Regions from separate parts of the Triticum aestivum genome. Here region 2 is linked to region 1. The links are chromatin contacts, called in public Hi-C maps. All regions are on one chromosome and are shown on one strand. The core of a region is the stretch at or near the end of the contact, and the rest is flanking DNA. Distances in the headings are between cores, read along the strand shown.

Region 1 (6,352 bases), core at 1,243-3,742:
AGAACCACATGGCAATCGCAGGATGGCCAAATGCAGACACACGAACGCACGACACTATCTTCAGAGTTCAGAGCGGCCACCGCGACTCCACGCGCTTGTTTCCTCACTCCCAGATGCCGACCTCCATGAAGCCGTCCTCGGTGGCGCAGCCCCTGAACATGCCGGTGCAGTTAAACCCATAGGCGACCTCGCCGGTGCCGGACACGGCGATGAGCCCCGCAAACCCCTCGTCGAGCCGCTCCTTGACGCAGAAGTCCACGGCCTCCTGCAGAGGCAGCCCCTTGTACTCCATCACGGCGGCCACGTCGCGCGCCAGAGTGGAGCGGATGATGGCCTCGCCCTCGCCAGTGCACGACACGGCGCAGTGCCCACACGCGTAGGTGCCGGCGCCGATGAGCGGCGAGTCGCCGATGCGTCCTGTCATCTTGTTCATCAGACCACCGGTCGAGGTGGCCGCCGCCGTGAAGCCGTTAGAGTCCACGACCGCGCACCCGACCGTCTCCGGCGCGTAGATGCTGATGGGCAGCCCGTTCATCACCATACCGTTGCTATTGTGGTTCTCCGACGCGGCCGCCAGCGCGCTGCACGTGTCGGCGCCGGCCAGCGGGATGCGGTAGTCGAAGAGGATGCTGTTGGCCTCCTTGGCGAGCTTGAGCATGCCCACGTTCTCCTCCGTGATGAAGTAGCTGTTGTCCACAACCTCAAGACCCTGCGGCAAGTTTGAAACAAAATCAGATCAACACATCTAATTATAAAAACTGTTTCTAATCCCAATTAACTCTGGATGCATATAAAGATCTCAGATTCCTTTTAATTTGCGGCGCAGTGCAGGGCCACGAGATCTGCAGGCAAAGCGCCAGTTGCTGTCACTCGACGGCCGGGGTGGTGGACCATGTACGGACGACGGATTCGTCGGACGGGAAGCAAGTGGCATGAGATCCGGCCAGGATTCCATGCCATGGCTGCCAACCACACGGCACGAGTGGTGCAGAGGGAGGAGGCGATGCCGTGCACAAGTTTTGGCGGCAGAAACAGAGGGGCACAGCTGCTAGCCATCCTAGGTTCGATGCCGTGCACGAGACTCCAATTTGCGTATAGCCTTGCACTGTTTACTTTGATTAGCAAATTATTCAGTTTGTTTAAATTAATGAAAAATGGTACCGGCCAGAAAAAAATTCGTGCACATGCATCGAACCATTTTCTTTGCTGCATGCGACAAGATGGATTCCTTTGTGCGGCGGCTGCTAGCTAGCTGCACGATCTTGACTAGAAAACTTATAAGCTTTGTAGAATTTTAATACTACGTAGGAGAGGACAAATTTAAGTTGGAAATATCGTAAGTAGGCTGCGCTGACCACAAATCGTGGCGAGCTGGCAATAGGTGTGGCTTGGTAGGTGCAAGGCCGCTGTTGTCACCACGAGACCCTTGTTTTTTCTCCACTTTTCACCTGTCATCTTCAGCTGGATGTGAAATCAACTCATGCTACTTGGTACACACATTTCTCCAAAGGCCAGGGGACGAAAGGGAGACACGCACGTGCATTTTCTTAACTTGCTGTGCTGAGCAAGCTGTGTCCTACTGGATTTTCCGAGAGAGCACGAAACGATAGCTAGATAAGCATGTAGAGTAGCTATATGCATGCATGGCAGATTTCCCGTGCAAGCCAGCTGCATGCAGCTGTGCACTCATGGTGTACCGCACCACAGTGCCCCACACGTCATCTACACATGTCAAGTACACCTCAATTTCCAAGGACCCTTTTCCAAGAGAAATTGCGGCTGCATGCCATACTACTCCGTCCGTTCCGTCACGTGAACTTTCCGATTTTAAAATGTTAATTACCGTCCTGATATGTGTTGATTAGATCGCCATGCAGGCAGCTTATGGTTTCCTTATTGAGTGGGGTGCATTTTTTGGGTAGGAAACAGAAATAACGGAGGGTAATCAGGATTGGGTTAATCTTAGAACTAATTAATTACCTGCTCGCGGGCGAAATCCTCGGCGCCGTCGAAGGCGAGGTACGAGTGGGGGGACTTGTCCATGACGCGCCGCGCGAGGGACACGGGGTTTTTAACGGTGGACACGCCGGAGACGGCGCCGCAGCGGCGGCCGCGGCCGTCCATGATGCTGGCCTCCATCTCGACGGTGCCGGCGCGGGTGAGGGCGGAGCCGCGGCCCGAGTTGAAGCAGGGGTCCGTCTCCAGCTCGCGCACCACGGCCTCGACCACGTCCAGCGCCGTAGCGCCGGCGCGCAGCAGGTCCACGCCGACCTGCAGGCACCGCGCCAGCACCCGCTTGGCCTCCTCCTGGCGGTGCTCCGGCAGGTTCGGGTCCACGCCCGCGCCGCCGTGGATGGCAATGGCCCAGCGCGCCATGCGTGCTTATTGTATGTGTGCTGGGGGTGGTGTGATGTGCTAGGGGGGGCTGAAGGAACTTGGATCCCTCTATGTCTCTACGGCTCTGCTCTTTCTTGTTGCTCTGGTTGTTGGTGTGTGTTGGAGATGAAGGATGGGAGCTGCGAGGGCGGGGTATTTATAGGGGAAGCGAGGGGTGGTTTGTGCTGTGTGCTGCGAGTTTTGGAATCTTGGGTCCGGGAGGGAAGGAGCTGCCGTGCCCGTGCTAGGGGCAGATTCATTCTTGGCTCCGAAACGGAACGGTATCCGGTACTGCATGGGGGGCGGGATTTGATGACTCGTGTGTTTTCGTTTGACGACCGTCAATTCCGTTACATGTGTGTGCCACGTAAACGAGGTGTCCCTGTACAGCTACCCGGCACAGAATTCCCGAGGCTGCGAAATCTTTGTCCGGCTGGATTCCGCACGGCACTGGCAGGGCATTTCGTTGGTTTGTAAAGGTCAATTACCTAGCATCAAAGTTTGCAACGGTATGGTATGATGTCTGTCCTAGGACAAAACGAGCAAGACTACTTCAAGGTAAAAGTGAATACAAGTCAAGAGAAATTTTCGGACGGTCGATTTGCCTACCTATGTCATTCCGGTGAATTTACTCAACCTGGAGTAGTGAGTAGTGACACTGACAAGAATGTTAAAAATCTTGACGACATTCTTCTAGTGCCAAGTTATTCCATGCCACAAAATGACCAACTTAAAGTGCTCCAATAAGTCCCACAAAATATGCATTCAGGCACTACTAGTCCTAGAACAAACCTCGATCAGGTCAATGCTCAAGATCGACCAGCCAGCTGTTGGTGCAGCCGCCGGCGGCTGCAACCAACCACCGAGCTACAGTAGAGTGTTACGTACGTTGCTGCTGGCTCCTGGTGTAGAAGATCCCGGTGGGGTGATTCCCTGTGGAATCCACACAAGCCAGACCGCACAAGCTGCCACGGAGATGCGCACTCAGGTCACGCGACGATGGCGATGGAATCTTTGGTCCGGAGCTGAAGTAATTAAGGAATTAAATTATGCGCTAATCTCGTGGGGCTGCGTGAAGATTCTACTTACTACCTTTTTAACATTCAGGGTTAACTTTCCGGTTCACGATCCCGTAGACTTACTTTGATCGCCCGATTCATTTCCCGGGTGAAATTGCTGTGGAGATCACGCCAAATCAGCTATGCAGGAATTGCCGAATTTATGCAAGATCGCAAGCCCTCAAATTAAGGGCGGGTATGCGTACATCTGCAGTGCCAAATCAGTCGTGAGGATATTTCACGTGTATTGCACTGTATAGGTGGAGTCAGTTTTTGTTGCCATTTCTGAATTACCAACTCCACCGCACTACCCGCACCTTTGTTATTTTGCCGTGACGAGGACCGGAAGGCTAGGCATTAAATGCCCGGTACAATTTCGTGTGTGGAAATATCGTTGTTTGTGCCACTCTAGGCCACAGAGCATAGTTTACCGACGGCTTCGCCTCGAGTACCGATCAATCGAGTACCATCACCGTCGTCAGTCGTCACTCGACACCTGTCCGCCAGAGCGGAGATAATTTGAGACCAGAAGAATCTGTGACGCACTTGCATCACTTTCGACCCAACCGAAGAAGGTGACGCGCACGGACACGGTCACAAACCACAAACAGCGCAAGCATGCTTTCCCAGCTCCCCGGAGCAATGAGATGAGATGATGCATGCACCTGCCGACTGCCATACAAAGTTAATCCGGCCTCGGCTAGAACAAAAGTTACCTCAACCAATGAGGGCTTCCCATGGCAGTACTACTCGCTAGAAAAACCGACAAGTTGTAGGCCACGATGGAATCCAAGTTACTCCAGTGCTTGCTGATCCTCCATGTTAATTACCAGTACTATTTACAGATAGAATACTGTTGTAGTCAAGGCGAGTCAGGGAGGCGAAATTGGATGCGCGCACCTTCAGAGAAACAAAGGCGAAAGGAGCCCCACGATGATGTCCATTTCTTTCCGCGAGAGATGTCATGCATGATACACTTATAACTTATTAGCGACTAAATCTCTCAGAATCAATCGGTACTTACTGCAAGTCAAGTATGCTTTGAATATTCCCTTTTATCTGCAGGACATGCAGTTTCTCTGCAATACGCAAAGAGTATCCTTGACGATTAAGTCTTCAAGATCCATTCGAAACAGGGGATCGACTGCGTCCTAAAAATAGCCACATATTCACATCAATGTTAGGCGCATGCAGGAGGGGTTCACTTTCCTAACCGTTGCTTTCGAAGGCTTTCCATTTGTCTAAAGAAGTTGCTAAGATTTTACATTATTTTGTCTCACCCAAAACTTGATTGCTATCATTTTACATTTTTTGTGTGAAAAATCCTTATCATTTACATCACCATGTAAGAAGAAATAACTAATAATTACTGCAGGCCCCTTTCATCCGTCCAGATGAAGTTTCTAGAAACATAACACTAAACCATCTTCAGCGGAGGTACCTTAATTGTTATTTCCCATCAAAATGTCGCATGCTCATGCGGTCGACACATAATGCAGCTGGAACGAGGTATGCTCCGTCATCATCAACATCTATATCTATACCAATGTAAAAATGCCCAAGGGGTAGATCCAACTACTCTCGATCATTAAACCAGGTCACTCTTGGTGTGCGCTCAACATATTTAACGTGCAACTATACCAAATATTAGACTAGCGGTAATCATGTAATTAATTCATAAAGAATATCCTACATAATGCGTGCAATTAGTATCATGCCAAAAATCTAAGTCAACATTAATCACATAATTAACACGTAAATAGTATCATACCTAATATATGCGACAATAAATATACTACCTAATATCAACGTGCATTGCACGTACATATTTATTAGTTACTTTAAAAGGAAGGAGTAGGGATTAGGTGATCGTGTCATGAGAGAGCTTTCTATCTATCATGTAGCACTTCCTCCACTTAGTTCATGAGTCCTTCATACTAGTTAGTCATGTGTAGATTCTATTTATATGTACTCGGGGACAGAAAAGCATGTCTATTTGGATGCCATCCAGTAAGGTTCTCCATGATGGATAGCAATGTTTTTTTTTTGCTGAAATGATCCAACTTTTGTTTATTATTGAACACAATATATGTAATAAGCTGAAATAGGAATCAATGGAGAATATTTGTGATAAAACTAAAGCTTGCATCAACGTTCTTCAAAGACGCCATCTATAGCTTTGCATCTCGACTTTCCATCATGTCTCAGGTAAAAACATTGCATAAGACCACAAACTGGACTAACCTCAAGTATTCCGATGAGCCAAATGCTAGTGATAAGATTCTACTATACATCTAACAGAAATTACTTAAAACTTGGGTTAGAAAAAGATAGAAGGCTACCGTAAGTCTGCCCACCAGGACAAGTACAGGCCCACCAAGCCATGCAATGGCCCAGGTCCGCTACCCTACCTACGGCCCTCCAAGATAAAGGAAGTGCTGAAAGACCTCGGAGGGCTCTTCAAACCACCGTAGCAAACTAGAATGTCTATAGACGTAGGCAATAGGCATGGTCCTCCTTTATAAGGTGAGACCGGGATAGTCGTAGGTACCTTACATCGCATAGGTTCACCCCCTCGATACATCTACGGGCATCCATGTTGATGTGCACCCCACCATCGATAAGCAAAGAGTAGGAAGTAGGGTTTTTGCCTCAACCATGATGACCTGAACCTGGGTAAACCTTGCCTCCATAATTCCAATCATAATAATCCGACTTGCTACGATACCCTAATGCACACATCAGGATTATTCTTTTGCAAATTGTCAGCTGAAAACTAAAAACAAAGATAGAAAAGAGACTATTCACCAATCATAACGTAAGTGTTTCGGTGAGTTTGCAAGTTTGAACGTAGAACTCATACTGCTTTGAAAAGATTCATCGTGTGGTAATGGTGTAAGAAAAGAATAATCTTATGG
Region 2 (6,352 bases), core at 2,551-5,050, 170 kb after region 1:
AGACTTGTTCCCAAAATAAGAAAATCAACCATGAATATACGAAACAAAAGCCAGTTCTTAGGAATACTTGCTCCCATTGGATAACACTACATTCATCACAACCACCACATATGCATACTCTCTATTTGCTCTTGTAATCATTTATTACAGGGAAAATTTTGTTTTTGCCACTCTATCTTTTGCCCACTTTGCTTATGCCGCTCTAGAATTTGACATCTCACTTTTGCCACTTTTATCTTTTGATAATATATCACTTTTGCCATTCCGTGGCAAAAGCAAAATTTTCAGAATGGCAATTGTGATACATGGGAAAAGCTAAGAGTGGAAAAAGTGGAATGAAAAATTATCATTTTTGCCACAGAATGGCATTTGTGATGTATTGTCAAAACCTAAGAGTGACAAAAGTGAGATGTAAAATTCTAGAGTGGCATAAGAAAAGTGGGCAAAAACTAAAGTGGCAAAAACAAAGTTTTCCCATTACAGGCACCTAACATTCGTCTTTGTATTGCCAAGTAATTTATTTATCTCCTTGAAATGCTTATATATTAGTTTTAGAGAGTCGAGGTAAAGTAAACACCAAACTGCAAGGATAGTCATGTAAGTGGCATACACACTTGAGAGAGTAGAAAACCTACCTTTAGCTCCAACAGGTATTGACACTCATAAAATTTCTACATCCACATTGGAGAGTGCTACAACAACTCTCTGCATTTTCCACATCCGAAGAAGTTTAGGACCGCTTGTTCCCTAGAGGCATACTTGTTTGCCAAGTCGAAAAACTCTCGGGCCCTACCGGGAGACTTGTATCTGATCCTGCGGGTCATCCAAGGAAGCCAAGGAAGTGGAGACCGGTGGAGAATGCATAGATGACCTTTGGTTCATGCACCTCAACGAGCGAGTTCTTTACTCGAGGAACCGCTTGATGTAGTCCAGATAGTATGCTAAGTCATGTTTGGATTACAAAATACCAAAAGTTCACAAGAGCTGCTCCTAAAAAATAGCTCACAAGAACCTCTCCGCAAACAAGTCGGGAAATGCCTTCTTGTTGTAATATTTTTTTAGAGATTGTTGATGTAAGTTTTGGTTTAAATAAGAATCTTTGTTGTTAATCTTTATTTCATTGTGCTCAATTTGATTTACTTTGATTGGTTGCCAAACATATCTGTCCTCATCCCCGATAAAAGAGCGCGAAGCATTTCCCCCCTTTTGCTTCGGTGGCTAGGGCAAACTTGTCCCGCTCCCCTCTGTCTGCTGGTCTGTTTAGTAGTTTAGCTTACATTTTTTTAGTCCTCGCAAGTGTGGTGCTCGGGCGGTTGGCAACGCTTTTATTTTTTAACTTTGTCTTCCGGGCTCCGCTTCTCCTCGAATTCGTCCATCCGAGTGTAGTCGACAGAACCCCAACATAGATTCTTGTCATCTCTTTGCGGCGGCGAGACTAGGATTTCTTGTCGTCGTATTGGCGCGATGGCTAGACTTTATGTTTGGTGCTTCAGATCTATTCAAGGTTCAATGATGACAATTGTGGCTTCAGAGTGTTGCTCCTTAAGGCCATGTGCACGAAAACTTTTCTAGCTATTATCGACAAGGTCAGCCTTGCTCCCGTAGGGAAACAACGCTAGCGGCGCGTCGACGTCTTGTTCTGGCATCGGTAGTGATCGTTCAATGGTGTATGGACCTTGATGTGATTTTTAATATGTTTGAGGTGCTTTATATTTAATGTACTTTTATAATAGATCCAGATTTTTTTGGGAAAAATAACCCATCCTCATATTTTTCGCTACACTAGTCATCATCATCATTGACAAAAATATAATACGAAGCGTGTTAGTGTGTAACACAGGGTTGATGGATTGCAAATTGAGTTCCCGTATCCTCATCCTCGGCCGCGTCATCTCTCTCCCGTGACGCCTCCTCCCCCACGTCCAGAAACCCGATCGCATCAACGAGTCACCGTTCCAGATAGGCGGCAGGGAAGCAAGCAGTCTGAGGTTTAACATGCGCGCATTGCCATTGTTGAGCTGTACCCCAAATCTGGTTGACGCTCATCTGTGATGTCATAAGGCAGCTGGTCAGAACGCGGAGGTCCATCTGAACCCAAAGCTTAGCTTCTTGCTTGGTTGACCTAACGGAATAGACTAACACTAACATGCATGCGCGATCAGACCTGGCTGTGGCTAGTTAAGCTCCTCCTGGCCAGGGTTGACATTGTCGCAGCAGACAAAATCTTCATCTGATGGATGGCAGCTAGTCTCGCCATGCATGCATGACCGGTCTGGAGCCAATCATATGCCGTAGCCAAGTGCAAATTGAGATGTACTCTCAAGAAGTAATGTTCTTTCCAGATTAAGCTTATCTCCCGCACCGCCATTGGTCAATGGGTGAGTTAGCATGCTTAGCGGCAGCTAGCCAGACGCCAGAGAAGTTATTAATACGGGACTCGTCAACTCATTCCCTCCATTTTTCGCGTGCTGATAATACCATGGACTATGGTCGGGTTCATAGAGAATTGACCGACATATATTTGCCACTTCCTGACGTATTTGATACCCTCATTACATTAGCGGCGCCCGCGTTTATTTCATGGTCAGTTGATCACAAACTCTGCCAGATACTCATTAGGTGATTCAAAACACAGGGAACAGGGCATGCGTATACTTGACGAGACATCTATAATTTTTTTCCTTGGGAGCTGCGCGCGGCAAAATGGATAAAATTGACCTATGAGCGAAACAATTTCGCATGTGAACTGTGAGTGAAAAAATTCACCCAGCTGACCCTTTTGTGTGACGCCCGACAAGTATTGCGCAGCGCCTTACTGACAGTCTGACAGGCGCGACACACCTGACCAGCGTGGATGTCGGTTCTTAGGGCTAATACGCGTCGGACCATCTCATGAGTCCGATGTGGCGGGCATGCCGGGGCGTCCCCAATTTCGCAACTGGACAGTGACCGGACGGTCTGCCTGGGCGTATGAGGCGGGTTTGAGGCACCCGGCTATAGATGCTCTTAGGATCGCCCTAGAGTTAAGTCATCGCCGTTGAACCCTTGAATATACCTGAAACATCTGACGCCAAAAATTTGCCCATCATGTATGCACGGCAAAAAATCCTAACAGCGCCGCCCTAAGGGGATGATGTGAATCTACACGAGATCTCTGTCAACTATATCGAAACGGATAAACTCAAGAAGAATTAGAGCCCGGAGGGCAAACTTAAAAAAGAAATGCCGTCATTCGTCCGAGCTCAGCCCCTACGAGCAGTAAACCAAGCCTAACCTAAATTCCATGGCGCCGTGGCATCAACGTCGCAGACAGACAGTACAAAAATTTAAAGTTTCGTGTCGTTTCCGCATACAGGGGTTCTTTTGTACAGTGACACGCCAAGGTTCCGTATGACCCACTGTGCACCGTGAAAGGAAAGGCATCGTACTCCTAATCAGACGGGATGTTGGCCTTGTTGGAGCTTCTTAGGTTGTACAATGGCCATTTCGCTGTCAACCGCGCGTCCTCCCGTGAAAACCATACGATATCTCACGTCTCCTCTCCGGTCTCCAGGTCGGCCGGGACCGTTTGCTTATCCTGCCGGAATCGCCGTGTGTGGCATGCGTCGTACGGCGTGAACGGCGAGGCCCAAGGGGGATCTCCATCGCCTCCCGCAGGATCTGTCCAACAAAGGCGTCGTTTTCATAGGCCCTCGGAGATCCGAATCTTGCTTGGAGCATTTCATCATGGCGGCCCCGGCGGAATCGTCGTGTCGTACGTTGCGATGGTTGGTGGTACTCCCACGTGAGGCGCAGCGGGCGGCTTCCAGGCACAAGCTGGCCTGCATTTCTTCGGCCTCGCACCGGTGTTTGTGGAGGCTGACCCGTGGGCCTGGACAAGTGGCAGTGGCGCCGCCGGACGGACGGACCGCCACGCGCAGAGGCACGCCCCCTAGCGGCGTCCAACGGAGAGGCCAGTTTGAAGGAGGCGGTCACAGTCAGGCGGCTGTTGATGAGCTCCAGGAGCCGGTGATCAAAATTAACAGGCGTGTCCTTCTTTTACCCCTGCTACTACCGTAAAAAATGGCATCGACACACCTAAAGTATGTAGCCAGGAGCACTTGGTTGCAGTTGCACCACCACAAGAACCGAAATATGAATACAAAGATGCAGCAAGCTCCGAACAAGAAATAAAACAAAATCAGAGCCTTTCGCAAGTGGCGATTCTCTATATTTGTCAATACAGCAATTAAGTTCAGTGGCCGTGCACCACCATTTGTGATTCCAGATCCTAATTCCCCGGAGGAAAGAGACAAGACAAACCGCCGCCCCCGGGACCGGCGCCATGGAGCTAGCCAGAATATTCAAGCTGGTCGTGAAATTAAGATGATGAAGAAAACAATGCACCAGACCAGGGTGAGTTGGTTCCATTCAAGCATGCACGTGCATATGCTCAAGTAGTACAAGATCAGTAAGTTTTGAAATGGCAATGGAGTGGAGTGGTGATGCAACTGCGATCTAACCCTGCCATCCAAACATCTTTTTGGTTAAAATTAGTTTAGAGTTAGTTTAAGATTAGAATCTAAGTTTAACATCTAACCGAGGTAGAGTATCAAAACAGGCCCATTGAATAACACTCGCTCCTTCTTTTTGTCGTCGGCAGTACCGTTAGTTGTATTTTAAAATACGGGGGGCGGCAGAAGACGGCACTACTGATGGTTCAATTTAACAAATATGGGAGACGGCACTACTAACAGTTTTATTATTCAAAGAGGAATATATGTAAGAGAAGACGGCACTCCTGCAAGAGTACAAGACTAGTTTTTTGAAGAGCTCCGTGCCGCCACTAGCTAGATCTACGGAGAAAACATAAACAATTCGGCTGCTGTACCTGTACGTATCACCTTTTTTTAGCGGAACTTCCAAACGAAACGGTCACGACCACGGCACGACCGCACGAGCTCGGGCGACCAGTTGAGCCACTTGGCCCGCAGGCCCGTGCCGTGCGTCCTCTTCGTCGGCAACTCGTCCCTTCAACCGAATGCTGCTGCACAAGGCTCACCACTTGCTTGGCCCTGCAGACGGAGCACGCACTCTGCTATGCTAACTCGAAAAGATGCACTACAGTTGTGGACAGTAATAATCAAGCAATAGTTGGAGCTGTTGGGGTTCCAGTTCGGTCGATGGTGTCACCGTCCGTCGGCCGTGCCAGAACTGAAGTGGAGCGCCGAAAGACAGGACGATCCTACGCCGAGCTAGGCAGCCCTGCACCTCTGGATGCCCTGAACGAACTGGAGCGCATGCAGACAAGGAGCTAGTGCTGCACACTTTTCTTCTTTAATCGATCGCACATGCATGCATGCACGGCACATGACGCGCAGGGGCAGGGGCAAACCAACGGCTGTCCGTTGCCCGGCGTGGTCGGCCGCCGGCTCCATCGATCTACCGGGTCCGGCCAGAATTCAAGCGAGATTCCCTCCCTGTAGGTGCGGAGGGCGGGACCGGCGGCAGAGGAGTTGGTGGTGGTGGTGGTGGACCTGCAGGCGCGCGCGGTTGCCGAGGAAGGTCGCGTGGTTGCGGCTGGTGGCGCCCAGCACGGAGATCCTCCGAGATCCCCTCCCTCGTCGGCACACCAGTTTTTCGGTGGTGATGCAGCTGGCAATGGCGGATCCTGTCAGTTGCTGCGTCCTGTGCCGCTGGATCTAGTGGATCCACTGTGTGCGGCTTTGGCTTTGGCAAAGCGGTAAAAGAATCTCATATCCTGCTCGATCTAGCTGTGGTCAGGCGTCCGTAATTAGATTCTGCTTGCAGCGTGAAAATATCTGATCATGGTAGATCTAGCCCTCGGTGAAGAGAAAACACCCAGCGTTGAACGTTCTCTTAGAGCTCACTCTCTCGAAAAGGAAAAATATAGCTCTCTCCTGCTCAATTGGTTTGCAACCATGAACTGAACGAACACCGTGTTCCGCGTGTTTTGAAAGCCAGATAATAGTTGTCGTGCTGAGTTTGTAATCACGAAATAAACGCGGCGCCGCTACTGCTCAGGCAGCGGCAAATATATATACTGGTCAATGCTCCATGAACCCGACCAAAGTCCATGGTTATCGGCACGCCAAAAATGGAGGGAATGATTTGATGACTCGTATTATTATTAGAAAAATTCCCGACGTCTGCCTAGCTAGCTGCCGCTAAGCATGCTAGCTCACGCATTGACCAATGGCAGTGGGGGAGATAAGCATAATCTGGAGATAACAGTAGTTCTCTTCTTGAGAGTACATCTCAACTTGCACTTGGCTACGGCATCATGGATTGGCTCCAGACCATCAGATCAGATATCTCCTAGTTAATCTGAAGTTTTTTGCGCGTTACGACA

What was found. Hi-C and Micro-C count contacts between places; a contact is called where the count stands out from the background.
Region 2: a contact with region 1 is called in a Hi-C map of leaf, with 2.5 times the contacts expected there. The contact joins the enhancer-like site here to the promoter of LOC123054911 in region 1. A contact is called at or near these places in 1 of 5 Hi-C or Micro-C datasets (leaf) and 1 of 1 datasets of contacts at active chromatin or transcription factors (leaf).

The regions. Positions count from the first base shown.
Region 1 is chr2D:606,310,351-606,316,702 of IWGSC CS RefSeq v2.1, forward strand. LOC123054911 (probable isoaspartyl peptidase/L-asparaginase 2) reads right to left here and starts at 2,493. Exons shown (of 2, transcript XM_044478785.1): 1 at 1,981-2,493; 2 at 1-709. The coding sequence starts at 2,376. The coding sequence ends at 104.
Region 2 is chr2D:606,476,366-606,482,717 of IWGSC CS RefSeq v2.1, forward strand. No RefSeq gene overlaps it. Among protein-coding and RNA genes, the nearest start is that of LOC123054913, 7.5 kb to the left of the region's middle. Within about 2 kb of position 3,801, at least 6 of the 8 cell types and tissues checked have an H3K27ac peak or open chromatin away from gene starts, as enhancers often do. A contact at or near this core is called in leaf, where this site is marked.